Linked DNA regions of Gossypium hirsutum: all the other regions are linked to region 3. A link is a contact called in public Hi-C data. All regions are on one chromosome and are shown on one strand. The core of a region is the stretch at or near the end of the contact, and the rest is flanking DNA. Distances in the headings are between cores, read along the strand shown. Region 1 holds the start of LOC107916293. Region 2 overlaps LOC107916292 (aminoacyl tRNA synthase complex-interacting multifunctional protein 1). Region 3 holds the start of LOC107896430.

Evidence for each region. Hi-C and Micro-C count contacts between places; a contact is called where the count stands out from the background.
Region 1: a Hi-C map of leaf shows a contact between it and region 3, with 2.2 times the contacts expected there. The contact joins the promoter of LOC107916293 here to the promoter of LOC107896430 in region 3. A contact is called at or near these places in 4 of 34 Hi-C or Micro-C datasets (hypocotyl and leaf).
Region 2: a contact with region 3 is called in a Hi-C map of seedling, with 2.5 times the contacts expected there. The contact joins the enhancer-like site here to the promoter of LOC107896430 in region 3. A contact is called at or near these places in 2 of 34 Hi-C or Micro-C datasets (leaf and seedling).

The regions. Positions count from the first base shown.
Region 1 is chrA10:104,094,671-104,098,864 of Gossypium_hirsutum_v2.1, forward strand. LOC107916293 reads left to right here and starts at 2,762. Exons shown (of 13, transcript XM_016845481.2): 1 at 2,762-3,142; 2 at 3,249-3,413. The coding sequence starts at 3,032.
Region 2 is chrA10:104,068,966-104,072,970 of Gossypium_hirsutum_v2.1, forward strand. LOC107916292 (aminoacyl tRNA synthase complex-interacting multifunctional protein 1) reads left to right here. Exons shown (of 12, transcript XM_016845479.2): 7 at 78-235; 8 at 369-459; 9 at 602-670; 10 at 1,124-1,215; 11 at 1,549-1,612; 12 at 1,845-2,192. The coding sequence ends at 1,949. Among protein-coding and RNA genes, the nearest start is that of LOC107916292, 4.7 kb to the left of the region's middle. Within about 2 kb of position 2,341, at least 5 of the 9 cell types and tissues checked have an H3K27ac peak or open chromatin away from gene starts, as enhancers often do.
Region 3 is chrA10:104,229,972-104,234,323 of Gossypium_hirsutum_v2.1, forward strand. It overlaps LOC107896430, which reads left to right and starts at 2,684. Exons shown (of 7, transcript XM_016821597.2): 1 at 2,684-2,866; 2 at 3,218-4,352. The coding sequence starts at 2,860.

The DNA of each region.
Region 1 (4,194 bases), core at 1,512-4,011, 140 kb before region 3:
TTGATGACCAAAGCAAGAGTGTCCTCGAACTTGAGTAACTATCTGGGTAGTTTACCTTTCTTATAAATTCACAGTCAATCCCTCATTTGTTTTTTCACACAAGCAAGAGTTGCCTCCAATCGTTGTCGAGTTCCTAAGGCAAAACCTATCCAAATCATTATTTTTTATTATCTTCGATTCAAATTTTTAAACCATACTATGGCTTTCTTGAATGAAGAGAATCATATCGCTTTAATAACTCTGAATATAATAATTTATTAACTTATTATTTAAGCTAACTTTTTTATTATTAATATTTAATTCAACATTTAAATTTTTTTATTATTTTGAATGAATTTTTTTATTTACTTACTAAGTTGAGGAACAAAATTTTTGAATTCAACAAAACGTACAAAGTCTGATGCTGAATGAAAAGCAAGGCCAAGTGAAAGCGCATCTAGATGTAGCAAGTTTTTTGAAGTGGTTAAAATACTTCACATACCAATATGGTCGTTGTTTCTTACAACTTTGGTGGAAAGGTAGATATTTGCAAAATTCTCATATATGTTTCTTCTATATTTAGGCTACCAAAATGACCCACATGTAATTTTAGTTGTATTTAATGCATTTACACTCATAAATGTTGGTACTAGACTTCATGACCTTGAAATCCACCGATTATCTAATGTTATAGTCCTTGATTCTTCTATTTGCAACATAATTTGATGGAAAAATTAGGCCAATTGTAAGCTCACCATTGTTATCAATCAGACAAAAAATTCATGCCTATGAATGTTACCATTCAGTGTTTCGATAATAACTTGACGACTCATGTACGATGATGATAAAAACTATTGGTTCATTTTACGACTTGGGACCATTAACACCTACAACTTCAACATCGAGTTCTTTTTAGACTTATGCTTTAGTTTTGACTCTAGTGAAGTCACCAATGTCATCATCACGACATTCTGGTTCCGTGAACACATCAAATCAGGTAGGTTGAGCTTCATCTTAAACTACATTTATTAGAGATTGCCACCTATTAACATAACCAACATCTTGTTATACAACTCATGAATACATAACATTATAGATTCCTGAGTATGCTCTCAAGATATGTACTAGGAATATTCGACATTGAAGGATTCTTCGGGACTCCTAAATATAGTAATTAGGAAAAGAACCCTAAAATATCTAGTATTGATGGAATTTCTAAATGATATATTGGCACCGAGATAGGCGAAATGCTTGCATAATTCAAAATTTTGTACCTAGCATCGAGAATATCTTTGACTTGCACTAACAACTCCATTGCAACGCCCACACTTTCTTGGTGCCCAAACACCGTAGTATCAACAGTTTTATCATTGTTGAGATCCACCACAACGTATTTACTCCCCTTTTATTAGACCTCAAAAATGTATACTTGAAATTGGATATCCATTTGGTAGTTCCATCATGGATTTTCTTCGAAATTCTCCTTTTTGTTCTCTCCAAGGAAACATAATTCTTAAAGGTTATGTTAAAAGGAGATTCAGATTGGAATACAGTTCTATCATTAGTTGAAATCATGTATCCATTTAAATGGATTTGTGTCATAAATCAATTTGCCATCTTCCCATTTGAAGTTATCAAATATTAAATTTGAACATTACAAATGTTAACAGAAAGGGTGTCGCTAAAAGAAAAAAAAACACAATGAAATTGGTGCCTAAGTTGGTGGATACTTGTCCAGGCACTAAATGGAAAAACAAAAAACACACATAACATAAGAATATGATTACACAGTTCGATTTCCCTATGTCCATGGAGCCTAGCTCAACGAGAAATATACCTCTTCAACAAGTACAAAGTCAACCTACTCAATCACATACACCGTACTCTTGCACTTTGAAGATACAATACTCTCACTATTATGAATACCCTTTGTGTTCATAGCAATTAAAACCACATTAATAAGTTTTACTTTAAAAACATCACTTTTACAAAAATATTCTCATAATAATAGATTAAGTGCCCAATAATTAGTACATTTTCCTATGCAAGTCTCTCAAATAGATAAACATGATTTCAAAACTTGTTTACAATAGAAGATCTAATACAATCCTAATAAAACACTAATCCAATCAATAGTAATACAATATAATAATATACATGATAAATATGGACTATTGGCAACTCAACATCATAACCACAATCCAATTTAAAGTCCATAACCTGAGGGACTACTTTAAGAAATTTACTATTAGCATTTGTTAAGCACAATAATAACATAATATTGGGTACAAAAATTGATGACAATTTTCATAGTACTGATTCATGAATTATGGAAAAAAAAGTGATTTAAGTGAGTTATAGAAACTTTGTAAGTAGTTGGAATGGTTTAAGGTTTGTAGATGTTCAAAAGAATTTCTGGGGGAGTTATTTCAAAATGACTTTTTTTTTTTTGGAAAATTGTAAAATTTATAAGAAAGGGGAAGAGGTTCGACTAACTTGAGATAAAATGAAGTCAACATCATGAGTATTGACTTTAATGAGTCAAAAAATTGTTTGAACCCAACACTTATAGGAGTCGAGTTGTTACCCCAACTCAAATTTGTGTTTTTAACAACAAAGTACACGATACTTAGTGAAAATCGTGTTAGAAAGACTTTGACACACATACATTTTGTACATTCTATTCAACACTTGCATAAAATTTAATATTTACGAGTGTCAAAAAATGTATAATATGATAAATAACTTTATAAAATATCCCGTGCAAAGTGCGGTGGTCGTTGACCTTACAAATTAGTCTTGTTTTAAAGAATGTGAAAATTAAGGAGCACATTTTATAATAGTAAATTATACTGAGGCAAAAAGCTAAATAATCAACACCAATGGGGATCTGATGAAATTGTTTAATTAACGTTAAAAAACGAAGAAGGTCTCTGCTTTGAGATCATCTGTATATGTCTCCATTGATGTTGAAATCAAGCTTCTTTCTTTGATTCAATTCTCCATTTTCAACTGAATAACCCAACCAATATATACACACATAAATAAATAAATGATAGAATTAATTAGTCGGCGGCGTTTAGATGCATTCATCTCCATTTTCGTAACAGTGCATCCTCACGAGATCTCTGCTTTGCTCCATTCTTCTTCATGTTTCTTCTTTGTAAGTTAATAATATTAACTCATTCCATAATTCATTTTAATTTTAATTAAATTGTCTTAATTTTGAATTGGGCTTTTTTGTGTGTTTGTTTTGTTTTCCCCCCCAGATTTTGAGTGCTTATTTTGTGGTGCTGCCATTGAGGGATGAAGGGGCAATTTCATTGGGATTATCTAATTTGCCTGAATTGTTTGTTGGGTCTTTAGTGTTGACTTTGATAGCTGCTCCTCTTTCTACTCTCATCTTCTCTTTGCCTAATCTTTCCAAAGTCAAGGTAAATCTCAATTCACTTCATAATTCATTTTCTTTATTGCTTTTATTCTTGGATTTTTAGAATTTTACTGAAATGTTGAAAATGGGCTGTATTTATATATAAAAGTTTAGGGATGAAGTGGAAAGTTTGGCTCTTTTGTTATTGATTTTTCTGCTCCGTTTTTTTTTAGCAGTAAAATATTGAATTGGGATATAAAACCTAATCATAGTTTTGAAGAACTAAGCGTGGACAGTTTAACTTTCATTGATAACAAACTGCATAATTTTACTTTAAATAAGGATGACTGAGTTGCTGTTAATTTGTACTTGGTTTACGTAGAGACTAGAGAGCTACAACCTAGTTATGGTTCCGGTAGAGTAGAGCTCTGGGACAGATTAATTATAAAGTCTATCTCTTATTGTAGTCAATAATGCCGGTGAACAGAGTGACTGACCTGGAAATGGTTCCGAGAGTGGGGTCTTGAGAGAAGTGAATTAGAAACTTTAGCTCTCTTTGTTGTTAGTATAGGTGATAAAGTGGCTTTTGCAGAACTTAATATATTAAACATTTAGGTGCCAATTTGTTTAGCTAAACATTGGAAAGTTACTTTCTGCGATCCCTCACTTAAATGGTCTTGAAGCTGAGACCTTTTGCTTCCTTCAGGGAATACCACCATACATGTGATCCGCGGAAGGTTTTTTTGTGTGGTAATGCATGCCCTTAATCATTGAACTAAACAATAATGGAAATGATTTTGTCATCCACCTTTCGTATATGGTTGTTTAAGTCATTTTGCCATGTT
Region 2 (4,005 bases), core at 1,091-3,590, 160 kb before region 3:
TCTAATTATCAGTGCCCAAGCTTTTTCTAGATTCTCATGCTGGTAAAATTCTATGACGATAACCTTTTCATTTTCAGGATGCCAAGAAAAAGGCTAAGGGAGATAAGGAAGCTGTTCCAGAGAAGAAAGCACCTGAAAAAGAAGCATCTGATAAAGACAAAGAACTCAGTGTCAGTTTACTGAATATACAGGTTGGTCTTATACGTAAAGCATGGAAACATCCATCTGCTGATAGGTATGCTGACAAACTTGTCTTGTACTTTCCTTTCAAGGGGTTAAATATCTTTATGTTTGAGTTAACTAATTCTTCTCTATGGCTGTCTAGATGCAAAATTGGTGGAATGATGTTTTGTTTTATTAAAATGCAGTTTACTGGTAGAGGAGATAGATGTCGGAGAGGCTAAAGTACGACAGGTTGTTAGTGGATTGGCCAAGTATTGCAGTCCAGAAGACTTGACGGTATTCTTTTCTAAGTTAGCTGTCATGCAGTTTCTGTTTATTTGACTTCTATCATTTGTATTCATATTTTTTGGTTCATTGAGCTCTGAAGCTTACATACTGATGTTCTCCATGATTTTTGCTTGTGCTGTGGCCTGTGAAGAATCGTCGTGTTGTGCTGATTACAAATGTAAAACCTGGAAAGCTACGAGATGTGATGTCAGAGGGACTGGTATGCTTCTTGGCATTTAGTCAACATGTTATCCTTTTCCATTGAACATTTTTATGTGCATGCGCTTATGTGCAGTCACTGAACAATTATATCCTTGTCAATGTCTGAGATAACTGAAAAATGTCCATGACTTTTGTTTTTTGCGACTCTCTCTGCATACATATTCTGCCTGCTTGCTTAATTTGTTCCTGTTTCTGCTTAGTAGCAAACCTGAACTACAATACAAAGCTTATGTGATTCTTTGATTCTGTTACTTTCCTCTGTAACAATTTCCTTAAACTCAGTCCATTTAAATTGTAAGTGATCTCAAATTTGTGGTAGATAGCATATATGTTTTTCTTTCAGCAGAATAATTGGTGGTTTCCATTTCTAAAACTGGAGTTAGATTGTTTGCTTATATATTTGAATCGATGGTATTGATTGTTTTTCTTGTTTGCAATCTCCGGTTTTCAGGTGCTTTGTGCTTCTAATGAAGATCATACCAAGGTAGAGCCATTACTGCCCCCTGAAGGTGCTAAACCTGGCGAGCCCATTTCATTTTCAGGGTAAGCATGTTTTGAGTTCTGTAGAAATACAAATAGATATTGCGCAAATATATCTTCTTTTGTGAGATTATCTGAGATAGCATGTAATTTAGTTTGCAATTCATAAACCTTATTCTTGAGCCAGCTTAGTTTTTCATGAGTCCTTGTTTAGCTATTGGTTGGGGCATTGGGTTTCTGTTAGTCTGTAGATGGCTCTGTTCCAATTACAACTCCTTGTTTTGTACATATTCCCTATTTCCCTTTTGCAAGTAGTCTGGTTTTGAGATAGGTGTTTATTGATTTGAGTTGAAGTTTTCTCCTGGTATAGCATGAAAAAGGTTGTTATTCATCCAGGATTGATGGAAAGCCAGAAGATGTCCTAAATCCAAAGAAGAAGCAGTTGGAGAAAATAACACCGGTATGTTTCATTTTCTAATTTGCAGATGCTTTTACCTGGTTTGGATTCTTGGTGATGCTTTTTCGTAGATTGTGGAAATGGCAAATATTTTTAACTATTGTTTTGCCTATTGCATTTCCATATTTGGAGGTTGGATCCAATGAATGGTTTCTATCACCTTTAGTGTTTGCATAGAGACCGGAATATGTTGCTTCGGGTTTTGCATGTAACAAGTAATTTCCCTGTGCTGCAGAATCTTTTCACTGATGAGAAGGGTGTGGCCACATTTAAAGGTATTCCATTTATGACCTCAGCAGGGCCATGCACATCTTCCATTCCTAAAGCTAGCATCAAATGAAAGACAAAAACGATACGTGGACGCACATGTTACCCTTTGTAAGGTTCCAATTGTAGTTCTAGCAGTCAACATTGCTTGCTGCTGGAACAAAAAAGAGCCCTTGTAAGATGCAATTGTTTTTTTTTTTAACTCACTGAATTGTCGTTCCTTGTCCCTCACAATCTAATATCAAAGAATTTTGTTTCTAGTACATTTATTTGGAATTTGGTGATCCAGAAAATTAAGCAAAAAATATTTTCTGAACTATTTTGAGTCCTGATTGTTTAGCTTGTTCATATCGTAATGTTCATTTACTTATTTTGTGATAGATTGAGCTTCAGCCGTGATGCAAACATACAATCCAAACTGACTCCTGGGTAAAGTTAACATTCTTCTCGCTCGATGGTTGATGTTTCGATCATTGGATGGTTGCTGGGTTATGCATGAATACCTACTCGGAATTCATAGCAATTATTTTGCAAGCCCTGTCTTCCAGCGAGACATTGCATGTTATTTGTTTTACATTAATGTCATGAGACATTGGTGTTGTGAGATTTATGAGAATAGACGACATAGCTTACGTTTATGTTAGGTGAAGATATAGTTTTTTTTTTTAAATATAAAACATAGCAAAACTTAATTAATATCAGGAAACTAAAACGTCCGTAACAACATCTCAATACTGCGTAACATTAAAAGAAATTGACAACCTAGCAAGCTTATGAGCTTCCTTGTTGAATTAACATCAAATCCATTAAACCCTGCTGCCACCACACTATTGCATTTAAGCACGATGCGCCCAAACTCAGATAAAATCTTCATCATTACAATAAACCGTTGCAGCTCTCTTCTTAGCATCGGTGTAAACAACTCCCCTAGAACCGAGGGACTGAATCACCCATCTCAATCCTTCTAGCAACGCCATAGCTTCGGAGGGTACCCTGATATTCGATTGGGCAAAAACTTTAATAAATACGCCATCGGCTCCACGCAAAATGTCCTTCATACCTCAGCTCCTAACATTCTCAAACAAAGCTGCGTCCACCCAACACTGCCAAATTCCCTCTTCTAAAGTCAACCTCGATTCCACCGACTCCCCAGTATTAGGGTGTGTTCTCCATTGCTTTTGGGATGAATTTTTTTTAAAAAAATTGTTTTTCTCTTAAAAGCAATGAAGAACACATATCATTAGGGCAACTTTTTTAACTTTTGGGATGAGCTTTTTTAGAGATGAAAAAGCAGTAAATTTTAACTTTTTCAGTCAAAAAGTATTTTTGGCTGTTATTTTACCTTTTTAACCTTACTTTTTGACTTAAAATGTGTTTGATGCTATTATTTTGTGTTCTCTTTATTGGTTATTTAATATGAGTTTTACAAATATGTTAAAAGTATTAATTAAAAATAAAAAATATTTTTTAAAATAATATAATTGTGTCAATATCTAATTACAAATATTTAATTATTATATTTAAATATTTAAATATAATTTATATATTCTAATTAAATTTAATAAATAATTAAAATTAATTACTTAGAAATATTTAAAATTAATATTATATATTAAAATATTAACAATAAGTTATAATAAATTATTTTTTTATATTTTTACTAAAATATCATAATATTAACTAATTTGAACATTATTTAAATACATATTTGTTACTTTATAATATCATGTCTAAAATGGACATTTTACTTTTCAAAATCACTTTTTGACAGTAATATCAAACACTTAAATTTTTCCAAAGCACTTCTCAAAAGTACTTCTCAAAAGCACTTTTCCACAGTACTTTTCAAAAGCACTTTTCAAAAGCAATGATCACTATTTAAAAATTATTTATATTTATATAACATTTAGAAAAAAATTAATTGCACAATATTCAAATATTGTTGCATGTTTTTTAAAACTTAACTTAGATTAAAAAAACAATATTTTTGTTAAATGTGTAGTACAATTTGGATGGCAAAATATTTTTCTAAGCCCAAATTATTGATTGGGTTCTTTTTAGAAGTTAATTATAATAAAGGGTAAACTCTATTAGTACTCATTGAATTATGTTTTTCTTTTTTTTTTTGT
Region 3 (4,352 bases), core at 1,434-3,933:
ATTTGTCTAAGTATATGATGTATGATGTTTAGAAATTAAATGGGAATAGATTATTTGCTTATGTATGCTGCATTTTTTAGGTCTGAAGCAGAGGTATCGATATTTGTATTGTAAAATTGATACCACTGTGTTCTAAAACATGGGGGAAGTTAGATTAGAGATTTGATATCGATACCTTTGCTTGAGTATCGATACTCGAGGTCCAAATATCGATATTTCATGACAGGTATCGACAATTTTCGAGACTTTGGGATTTTAGTCGAGAAACAGAATGCAAGTTTAGTATCGATTTTCCAAGTGGTATTGATACCACCTAGGGAAAATATCAATACCCCAAGTGTCAGTATCGATACCTATGGACAAGTTTTGGAAATTTCATTAACTGGACCTTACTCATGTTTAAGTATTATTATACGACTATTTGAGGAATGGTTAGCATGTAACTTTGATAACTAACAAATATTATTGACTTAAAACCTATACGAATGATAATAAGAAAGACGGTTCTTTTAGATTGGACTTTCACTCGTAGTATATGACATGAGACGGTGGTGTGGCATCCTGTATTTGGGCTTGGCGACCAGGCCGGGTATAGGGTGTTACAGCGACACACCCTGTAGTTTTAGAATTCTTGAGAAACTGTATTCTGTATCGCGACAGGTTAATGATGTCGCAATATCAGGTTGATTTTTGAACTTCTTTGTTACTGCCCACGATGTTGCGATACAAAATTGTCTGTGTCGTGACGTTGACCTTGTTTCTCAAATTTCCGATCTTCAGGATGCTTCAAGTGCTTTGTTAAACCTATCTTTAACCCACCTGTAATACATTAACAACTTAGTTAGCAGAGTATTCAGTTAGTACAGTTAGTAATAATCAAATGATGGAAAAATGTTAGGTCTTGCTGTCGGACTCGTCCGTCTTTTCACAATTGATTCCCCCCAAAAGAATTAGTGCCTAATTAAATCGGTGTTTAATAAGTCATTACACAAGCTCCATAAAAAGACTTATTTGAGATCATAATTAAGCTTTCCTCTTAAATATCGGTTTGATATTCAAACTTGTACAAATAACACTTTGTCTTTGAACGTAGTTTAAATTTTGGGCAAACTACATTAGTTGTCCTTAAGCTTTATTAATATTACATTTTGGTCATTCAATTTTCAAAAGTTATGCAATAGTCAATAATATTATTAAATTGTTACATTTTTGTCACCCATTGTTAACTTTCATTAAAAAAAAAGTAATGTTGTACCTTAATTCAAATTGTTAATAGCTAAATTAGTCCTTGAGCTATAGTTAAAAAATTATTTTGATATTAAATTTTTTTAACAATAATTGTAATTTTTTAAATATTTAAAATAAATAAATAAATCATATAAAAAATCATTTACAACATGAAAAAACAAAAAAAAAATTGCATCTAATTTTTCATATCCAATCTCATCAAAAATCATAGCATTTGAACTTTTACAGAAACTTTCAAACTAAATTCCATTTGCTTTCCATCGTTGATGAACACCTTCAATCAAGTCAACAACTTCACGTTGTTTAACCCCGAAATTGATTTGCCAATTTTATTTTGTTTTATTTTGTTCTCAAAGTCCTAAGATCCTTAACAAAATATATCTCAATGCAAGATTTGGATTCCACTATTAGATTGATTATTGCTATTCGAGTTTTCAAGAACACAATTTGGGCTTGCAACATTGTTTTCATTCTTGAGAATCGTAAAAACTTCAACCAACAATGACCTATTTGTAAGATTTTCCTAATAATTATGAAAAAAAGAAAGAAAAAAAATTAAGAAAAAAGAGAGCGATAGAAGAGCAAAATATTCTATTATATTGTTTGGTTCTTTGGTAAATTTCAATTTTTTGGAATTTGAGATTTTTTCTTTTAATTTATATTACGCAACACCCTACTTCTTTTCTAAATTCATAATTTCTTTTCTAGTTACTATTTCAATTTTGTAATTTTGGATTTTTAAAATTTATAATATAAGGTACTTTTCTTCTTCTCCAAACTCATTATTTCCTTTGTCAAATTTCAAGTCAAGGATTACTTTCAGTTGTAAATAAAACACACACACATATATATAAATATATATATTATTTTTAATGATTTGAAAAGAGCGGAGCTGATGCTGATCCACATGAAAAAGAGAAAAAAAAAAAGGTAAAGAAAGATGAAAATGAAGAAAGCATAAAACAACAAAGCAAATAAAAAAAATAATCAAAATGAATGAGTACTTAATTTTTTTTTTGTAAAAGTTCAACAATTATGATTTTTGATGATTTTGGATATGAAAAAAATTAGCTGAAAATTTTTTTATTTTTCCATGTGGCAACTGATTTTTTATATGAATTATTTTATTTATTTTTAAGACTTTTTAAATTTTTTTTACAATAATTGTTAAGAAAAATTTTAAAATATCAAAAATATTTTTTTAATTATAGTTTAGGGATCAAATTAGTTATTAATCCTTTGAATTAAAGTGTAGTGTTATTTTCTAAACTGAAGTTAACTGCCAAGTGACAAGCATGTAACAATTTAATAACATTAAATGTAACTTTTGAAAGTTGAGTGATCGAAATGTAATTTTAAATAAAGTTTAGGGATAGATGATGTAGTTTACCCTTAAACTTTTCAATATAAAAAAAAAAGAAAAGGTTAGAACTTTTCAAAAAGCTGAATTTGGCAAAAGCGTGGAAAATTCAAAATCAAAGGCCCAAAGGGAATTGTGTGTAGAGGAAACACCTTTGAGCCCACCGTCCATTTCCCACCAGTTTGCGCCCCATTGTTCTCTTCAGAGTTCAGATTCTGCCTCGACGATTTCGTTTTCATATTTCAACAATTATGCCAGGTTTGCGCCCTTGAATTTCCTTCACTCTTTTGTTACTTGCTACAAGCTGCAAAACCCAACATGCCTTGTTGTATTTCTTTTGAAGAAAAAGATGGTCAAGGCTGGTTAATGCCAAAACGAAGATGAACTTTTATAGTTTATTTGTTTTTCTTGAAAAGGGTATGCCAAAGTCTCGTGCTTACTTTCTTCCTATTGGGTATATTTGGTGAAAAAAATGGTTGGAATTGAATAGAACTAATATTTGGTTACTAGGAAGGTTGAGTTGGAATAAAGAGTGAATTTTTTTATTAGTGGAAGTAAATTGGGAGTGCTAGGGAAAACACTCAGATTCCTGTTGTTGAATTATAGCAGGTGAATTGCTGATGGAGACTTCAATATCTAGTTCAATTGAAACCGGCTTAGTTTATGTATCTGAACTTGGGAAACGAGATTCTTTATGTGACTGGATGCCTGGAAATGGAAATTGGCAGGTATCTCCTAAATTGAATGATACTTGTCAGAGTGGATGCAAAGAGGCTGAGTATTCATGCCCTCCTTTGCCAAGATCTGGTTCTCAACACTCATCGATGAGTGTTCTGTCTGAAGTTCCTGTGCCTGCTTTTGTTTTCAGTAGGAGGAAGAAACGGCAAGGCAGCAGCGGCATTGGTTCTGCTTCTGTTGTCAACTGTTGTGCGGAGGCCCCAGTGACTTCAAAGAGAAGTGGGGCTTGTCTTTCTGTTGTCAGCTCTGATGCTTTTTCAGTGGCAACATTGGAGCGAAATGAATTTTCTCATGGGGAACATAGAAATGTAGCTGTTGGAGATACCGTGATGCCTCTTGCATGCAATAGAGAGCCTCACGGTTTAAAGTATGAATCTGCTAATGGATGTTCTGCCATGGACGACCGTAGTTCTGATGATGTACATAAAACTGTTATGCTGAAAACCATAGATGTGGACAGTATAAATGATAGTTGTTCATCATCGAAGTCAAATATGGATACTTTATTAGCTTCCACAAAACGTGAGATGGATGAAAATGGTGAGTGCACCTCCTCTAGTGTAATAGGTGCTGAAGTTTTAAGGGAAGATCTATATGAAAAAGGTATGTGCCTCCCTGTACTTCAGAAGCCAGAGAATGTTGAGGAAGTTGGGCCATCTAGGGCTCGTGCTATTGAGGAAATTGGTACTAGTGGGGGTAGTAGTTGTTCTAGGTTATGCAAAATTTGTGACCGTTTGGGAACAGCACAAAAGATGCTAATTTGTGATAATTGTGAAGAGGCATTTCATGTACGTTGCTGCAGACAGAAGATAAAGAAACCACCGGTTGATGAGTGGTATTGTATGTCGTGTATGAAACAGAAGCGAATAGTGCTGAAGGAGACTCTTGCAAGAAGGTCTTCTAGTATCACTGGTGGAATGGGCAAAGAAAGAGATGTATCATCTAAATGGGAAGTCAGTCCAATAGAATTAATGTTGAGAGATGCTGAGCCTTATACAACTAGTGT